Linked DNA regions of Sus scrofa: region 1 is linked to region 2. Evidence: chromatin contacts called from public Hi-C data. All regions are on one chromosome and are shown on one strand. The core of a region is the stretch at or near the end of the contact, and the rest is flanking DNA. Distances in the headings are between cores, read along the strand shown. Region 1 holds the start of HERC2 (E3 ubiquitin-protein ligase HERC2). Region 2 holds the start of MFHAS1 (malignant fibrous histiocytoma-amplified sequence 1).

Region 1 (3,361 bases), core at 323-2,822, 240 kb before region 2:
TTAACCTAAGGGAAGAGGAAAAAACACATTACACACTACAAAATATTTCAGACATTGATTCTAAAGGGAAAAGGGAGTTACAAAAGCAGATTTTCATTTGCGAACAAAACTAACCTGGGTTAAAGAATAGAAATATTACTGTTATTTATTTGATAATTTCTGGACAAGCTTGCAATTATTTTCAAACAAAATTATTAGAGTCTAAGTCCAACATCTTGCTTCCACCTGTCCTTGATGTGAAAATCCAAGGTTTTGTTTGTTTGTTTTTTACTGGAGTATAGTTGATTTACAACGCCAAGGACTTCTCTCAATAAGATCAGTCACAAATACCAAACAAATAGCTCAAATGAACTTGTCTCTCCAGAAACAAACACAGAATCCCATAAAAAGGAGTGGGTTTCTGCAGGACATCATAAATTACTGTCCTTCTCCCCTGCACAACTAACTGAACACCTCAAAAAGTATCACTTAACAAAGTCACCAAGATATGGATAAGAATGATACAGACCTCTTAAAAAATAATAACAAAAAATTTTTTCCATAACTCTATCTCATGTTTCTTGCACTTATAAATAACTGTAACTAAAATGTAGCTATGCGCACTATAACAGCAATAAAAATTGATACAATAAAAGGTAACTTTTAAGTTGTGGAAAATAAACCTGCTTTTCCAATATATGGTAAGATTCGATCTGCATGCTCTTACATATCCTAAGAAAAGCGTTAACCATAAATTTAACTATGGACGCAGGTGCACAGCAGGAAAAAGGTATATCAAAACCCCACCTGTATATCTGTTTTCAACCATTTGGAATCAAGTCGAGCCTGGGCAGCCAAACAGAAAGAATCAGAAGGCATCTTTCTCCTGGTTTCCTCCCAGCTGTAAAACCTGAAAGTAAAAACAGAAATGTTGAAGCCATAAACCTTTTCAAAATTTTACAAAGACCCTCCCGCAAGGTTTAATGCCGCAAAAAAAAAAAAAAAAAAAAAAAAAAAAAGCGAGAAAGAACAGAAAGGAGGGAGGGGAAAAGCGCTGGGGGAGGGGAGTGAGAGAAAAGAGGAAAAGAGAAAGATGGAGCGAGAAAGGAAAAAGCCTACTTCCACTCCAAGTAAGAGACCTTGAGAATGGACGGTCACAGAAACCAAATCACAATGTCATCCATCCCCTTCCCTTAAATCCAAAAGGTAAACACGCTAACAGACTGCAGGAAGCCCACATCTCAACAACAAATGACACTAGCATGCATCTGCCGCTTTACCTCTGACCAGCGACTGGTGAGTGAAATAAATTAATCAAACTTCACGTCTGCAGAAAAATCCAAAACAATAATCACTTGGAAATGAGAAGGCAGCCAAGACCCGCGCCGCCGGCGGTCCGCGCAGGCCAAGGTCCGGCGGCTGCGCCAACGCCCGCCGTGCACCGGCTCGGCCTGGCCCGGGCCCGCACCGCCCCAGCGGCCGGCCGCCCTCGCCGCCCCGCGGGGACGAAGACCTGACGGCAGAGGCCCGGCCGCCTGGCTCCGGCGAGCGTAGACACAGCCTCAGCAGCCAGCGGTCGCGATCCCGGCGCCTCCCGCGGCCCAAGGGGCGGGCGGACGGGAGGTGCCTCCCCCCGCTACCCAGCCAATGGCATGGAGGTGTCTCCGAGGGTCCGGCCAATGAGGAGGATAAGCCTGCTCGCCCCGCCTCCGGACTCTTCAGCTTCCTCCAATCCGACCCGTCTTCCTCCTCGGGCTCATCCCTTGCGGTCAGGGCCAACCGCAAACGCCCGGAGGCGGGATTTCCGCTGCCCACACGCACGCACGAACAAGCTTCTGCCGGGTCTTCGCACTGCGCTCTCAAAAAGCCAGGCTGCCGGTTGGTGGTCTCAATGCTGGAGGAGGTCCAGGTTTTTGCGGGCGCAGTTCTTGGAGGTGAGGCTGTCTGGGCTCTGCAAGAGCCTCCTCCAGTCTGTCCCGCTGAATGCAACCGGAGCACCTGGTAGCCGGAAACTCGGAGAAGGCAATGAAAGCTTTTAGTTCCAGTGAACGAGTAGCCAGAAAACAATTCTTAAGAAATTTAAAACAAAGTCTTACAGGGTATGTTCTCTGATCGTAATAGAGTTAACTCAAATCAATGAGACACAGGACAATCCCAAAACACTTGGAAGTATAACAATACAGTTCTAGATAATCAATAATCTGAAAGGAAAGGAACTATTTTTAATTGAACAAAAATTAAAATAATACATCAGAATTACAAGAGCACAACTAAAGTACTGATTAAAATGAGACTAACTGCTTATCTTAGAAAATAAGAAAGGCCCCAAATGAACAATGTAAGAAAATAGGAAAAGAAAAGCAACACACACCCAAAATAAGAAGAGGGCAGAAATAGTAAAGGAGCGGAAATAAATGAAATTGAAAACAAAAAAATATAGAGAAAAATCAATGAAACTAAAAGCAATCCTTTGCAAAGATTGTATGATAAGACATACAAGCTACAAAGAACAGGAAATGCAGCTGAGTTACCACTAAAGACTGGAAGGACAGTGAGGATATACAAATTGCTCCCACCATCCAAAACAGAATTCCTATGAAAATTTTGGGAGTGAAAACTATGTAAAGCAAAGAAGTATTTGCCTTAGGACACATCTTGCTAAGGGATGCACAAAATAAATCAAGGTAAAGCTCAGATGCAGACACCAGCATCTCTGGTGGTTAGATGCTGAGATGCTGAGTGTAATTAGTTCCCAGGGAAAGTGCTTGGCAGTGCCACTTGCTGCCTGGGGTATAGGCTACCTCTAGAACAGCTCACTGCAAAATAAACATTGAACACTATTTTCACTTTTTGCCTTTTTTCATGGAAGCAAAAAGTTCCCTTTGCATTTCTTTGGTTATTGAAAACAGTAATGTAGATCTCTTCGTGAAAGCAAAGTGACATAAAGTGAACTTCTGAAAAAAAAGCATGGGGATACCTGTACCAGAAACAATTCTATACATACACATTTGACAATTTGTATTAAAAAGACTAATTCCATGGAAGTTGTACACTACCAAAACTCACTCAAAATGAAATAGATAACTTGAACAGAACTATACCTATTAAATTATGGATTTCCTGTGGCCTAGCAATTTAAAAGGATCCACTGCTGTCACTCCTGTAGCTCAGGTCATTGCCATGGCACAGATTCAGTCCCTGGCCCGGGATCTTCCACATGCTTTGGATATGGCCAAAAATAAAAAAGAAATTCAGTTTACAGTTTAAATCTTCCAAAAAAGAAACCTCCAGGCCCAGATTGTTTGATTGGTTGCTTTTGCTTTTACCAAATAAATAATAAAGAAGTAGCACCAATTCTATACAAACTCTTCCAGAAAATTGA
Region 2 (3,679 bases), core at 1,021-3,520:
AGACGGCTTAGGCCCTCGGCGTCACGCTTCTCCTGAAGGGCAATCTGGCGGTGAATGTCCAAACACTTCTCCTCCAGCTCCTGTTCCCCGCAGAGGTCGGCATGCGTGCCTACAATGCACACCACGGCATGAGGCACCCGGGCCCCCACCCGATGCAAGAAGGAGCCCACAGTGGTGGGAAAGCGCAGTGGCTCATAGGTGGCCAAGTTCACCACCAGCACATAAAGAGCCCCCGGGGAGAGGAAGAAGGGCTGGATCACCTCGTAACTTTCATCCCCAGCTAAGTCATACACGATGAACCGCAGGCCCCTGGAGGCATCCGCTGTCCAGCTGGTCACCTCAATGCCCTTGCTCACAGGAGGAGGTGAAGCGGGGTAGCTCTTCTCCTTTTCCCCTTCTCCTTGGCTCACCTCCACTCTGTCTTCGGTGAGGCAGTGACAGAGCAGGGTCTTTCCTGCAGCCTTATGGCCCATCAGGAGCAGCTTGAGGCGGGGCTGCACCGCCGGCTGGGAATGAGCCAGCTCCTTCTGGTAGGCTGCGATATAGGGGATTCCCTTCATACAGACCTCGTAAGGGGGCTGGATCAGCGGGTTGTCCTTGATCTTCCACAGGCCCACCCGGGAGAGCTGGCCAAAGTTGTCTGGCAGCACAGCAATCTGGTTCCCCTGCAACACGAGCTCCTCCAGGCCGGTCAGCTCCACGATGGAGTCTGGCAGGTATCTGATCCGGTTATTATCCAGCCACAGGGTGAGAAGACGGCTCAGGCCAGAGATCAGGGATGGCACTGAAGTGAGCTGGTTGCGACTAAGGTAGAGCTCCTCCAGACCAGCCAGGGGCAGCAGTGCGGCAGGGAACTCCTCAAAGAGGTTGGAGGAGAGATTGAGCATTTTGAGCCGCTGCAGGCGGCTGAACTGGGCAGGCAGAGCCTGCAGCCCGTTGTTGTCCAGCATGAGGCTCTCCAGGCTGGCCAGCTCGCAGAAACCGCTGGGCAGGGTGCCAAGCTCAGCCCCGCTCAGCCACAGGATCTTTAGGGCACGCAGGGCACTGATATCTTCAGGTAGGCCACGCAGCCGGTTGCTGGACACATCCAGCTCCTCCAAGGCCGCCAGCTGCAACAGCTGCCGGGGAAAAGCCGTGAGCTGGTTGTGGTCCACGTCGAGGGTGCGCAGGTGGGAGAGGCAGGAGAAGGAGTCGGGCAGGTGTGTCAACCGGTTAAAACTGACGTCCAGCTCCTCCAGGTGGACCAGCGCGCCCAGCTGGGCAGGCATGGCGGGCAGCTGGTTGTGGCTGAGGTTGAGCTTCCGCAGCTCACGCAGGGCGCTCACCACCTCGGCGCCCAGGACGCTCAGCCGGTTGTGGCTCACGTCCAGCTCGGTTAGGTGGTGGCCCAGCTCCGCCACCGCGGGGGGCAGCCGGGCGAAGCGGTTTCGGCGCAGAACCAGGACGCGCAAGCTGCCCAGCGCAGAGCCCAGCCCGTCGGGCACCTCCTCCAGGCCGTTGTTCCCCAGGTTCAGCACCTCAATGTCCCCGATGTTGGCCGGCAGCACCAGCTGGGGGGCGTCGGGGGAGTCGATCTGGTCGGCACCTGGGCTGCCCCCGGCCGCGCTGAGGGTGAGCTGGCGCAGGTTGCTCCTCAGCTTTCTGGCACGCAGGGCGGCGTCCCGCCACAGCCTCACCGTTTTCAGGTTCCCACTGTCCGTCCCAGCCATGGTGGGGTCCCGGGCTGACACCTTGGCGCGGGCGCCCGCAGCTACATGCCGCGCTGCGCCCAGGCAGGCGCCAGTCTCTGGGGCCCTCTAGCTCCCGCTCCTCCCTTCCCACCAGCCCTCCGCGACCAGCGGCGGCGGGTCCTAGCGCAGCCAGCGGCCAGGCGCCCGCAGCTGGGGGGCAGCGGCGACGCGAGAAGCTCCGGGGAGCGCCGGGCGTGCGGCGCTGGGGGAGGCGGCCGGCCGGCGGGGAGCGCAGCTCGCATTCTCCGGGCTCTCGGGCCAGGGGCGCGCCGGGGCAGCAGGGCCGCCGCCCGCCCGCCGCGCCGCGGAGGATGCCTGCCGCTCCCCCTCCTGCTCCACCCGCCTCCGGGGCCTCGGGGCCGATTCTAGCCCCGCTACCCTCGCTGCCGCGGCCCCGCGGCCCGCAGCATCGTCGCCTCCGCGAGCTCCACGAGGACGGCGGCGGCCCGCTCCGCTGCGGGCATGATGTGGGCGCAGGGCCGGGCCGCCTCGTAGTCTCCGCTTCCCCGGGCTCCGGCGGGAGCGCGAGCGCCGCGTCCCCGCCACTGGGAGGGCGAGATCGGGAAGCGGCAGCGCCGCCCGGCGGAGCGGCCCCCACGTGACCCGCGGAGACGCCGCGTGTTCCCGGCACCGCCCCGGGGCGGGGGCCGCGGACCAGCGCCTTGAGCCGGGCTGGGGGCGCCTCGCCCTCCACGGGCGGCGGCTTGGACACCGCTGAGCCGGAGGCGCGCTGGTGGCCCGTCCCGGCTGCAGATCACGGCCCCGGGGCGCTCCTGCTTAAGTCTGCCTGCGTCTGGCTCTTTGTTGGCCCTGCGCCTCTAAGAATTTCTTTCTCTTCTCCCCTCACGTGTTGGATCCCAGGCCTCCCTGACTCATTCCTTACCCTTCTTCCCCCTTCCACTCACCCTATGTCCACACCTTAGTGGAACCGGCAGCATGCAGGGGCCTGGGTTTCATTGTAGGAACCTAAAAGGAGAGTGTGATTAAACAAAAGAACGAGAAAAGCAGGCAACCATTCATTCACTTGGTAAATATTTATCGAGACCTTATTTTATGGCAGACCGACCAGAGACAGACATTCTCTGCTCCCCTGAGGAAGGCTCTGAGCAGGCTCCTCGCCGGCCTTACTGCGGAGTGGAGAAAGGGGGGCCACGCAGTGTTTTATCCGGGATGTCCCACACATCCTCCCAACAGCCTCAGGAAACAAATACCATATCCCCAACTGTACAGTCCTTATTATGCTGTAGGTTCAAGAAAATGGCAGTTATGTCAAGAAAAATTTACAGCCCAATGCTCAACTCCAAGTCTTGCTTGCTTGCTTGTTTACTTATTTATTTATTTATTGGAATTTCTTTGCGGTCACATCTACACTAAGTAAATAATTTCTTCAGAATTTGCCCAAACCTTGAACTCTATTCAGCCTCAGGGTAGCACCTCCGTCATTGCCTCCAGCTTGATTAATAATGAAGCAAATAGCTCTCAGAGACACAAAGCTAAATGTAATTGGTTAAATGCACCAGTTAACACCTGGTTGGCTCTCCCCTACAAGGGATTGTTGCTGTCATTTGGGGACCCAAATTAAGTGCAGGTATTTGAATAGTAATAATTTGTCTCTTTAAAGGGAGCCATTGAGAAGTTCCTGTCGTGGCGCAGTGGTTAAGGAATCTGACTAGGAACCATGAATTTGCGGTTGGATCCCTGATCTTGCTCAGTGGGTTAAGGATCCAGCATTGCCCTGAGCTGTGGTGTAGGTTGCAGACGTGGCTCGGATCCCGTGTTGCTGTGGCTCTGGCATAGGCCGCTGGCTACAGCTCTGATTAGACCCCTAGCCTGGAAACCTCCATATGCCTCGGGAGTGGCTCTAAAAAAGGCAAAAATACAAAAATTAATTAATTAATTAATTAATTAAAAAAAAACAAAGAGAGCCATTGAACACCTCAGGCTGGAAA

What was found. A called contact is a pair of places that touch in the nucleus more often than the background predicts.
Region 1: a contact with region 2 is called in a Hi-C map of heart right ventricle, with 2.2 times the contacts expected there. The contact joins the promoter of HERC2 here to the promoter of MFHAS1 in region 2. A contact is called at or near these places in 1 of 47 Hi-C or Micro-C datasets (heart right ventricle) and 1 of 2 datasets of contacts at active chromatin or transcription factors (alveolar macrophages).

The regions. Positions count from the first base shown.
Region 1 is chr15:56,436,328-56,439,688 of Sscrofa11.1, reverse strand. HERC2 (E3 ubiquitin-protein ligase HERC2) reads right to left here and starts at 1,572. Exons shown (of 93, transcript XM_021075345.1): 1 at 1,260-1,572; 2 at 787-889. The coding sequence starts at 858.
Region 2 is chr15:56,199,046-56,202,724 of Sscrofa11.1, reverse strand. It overlaps MFHAS1 (malignant fibrous histiocytoma-amplified sequence 1), which reads right to left and starts at 2,270. Exons shown (of 3, transcript XM_021075967.1): 1 at 1-2,270. The coding sequence starts at 1,709.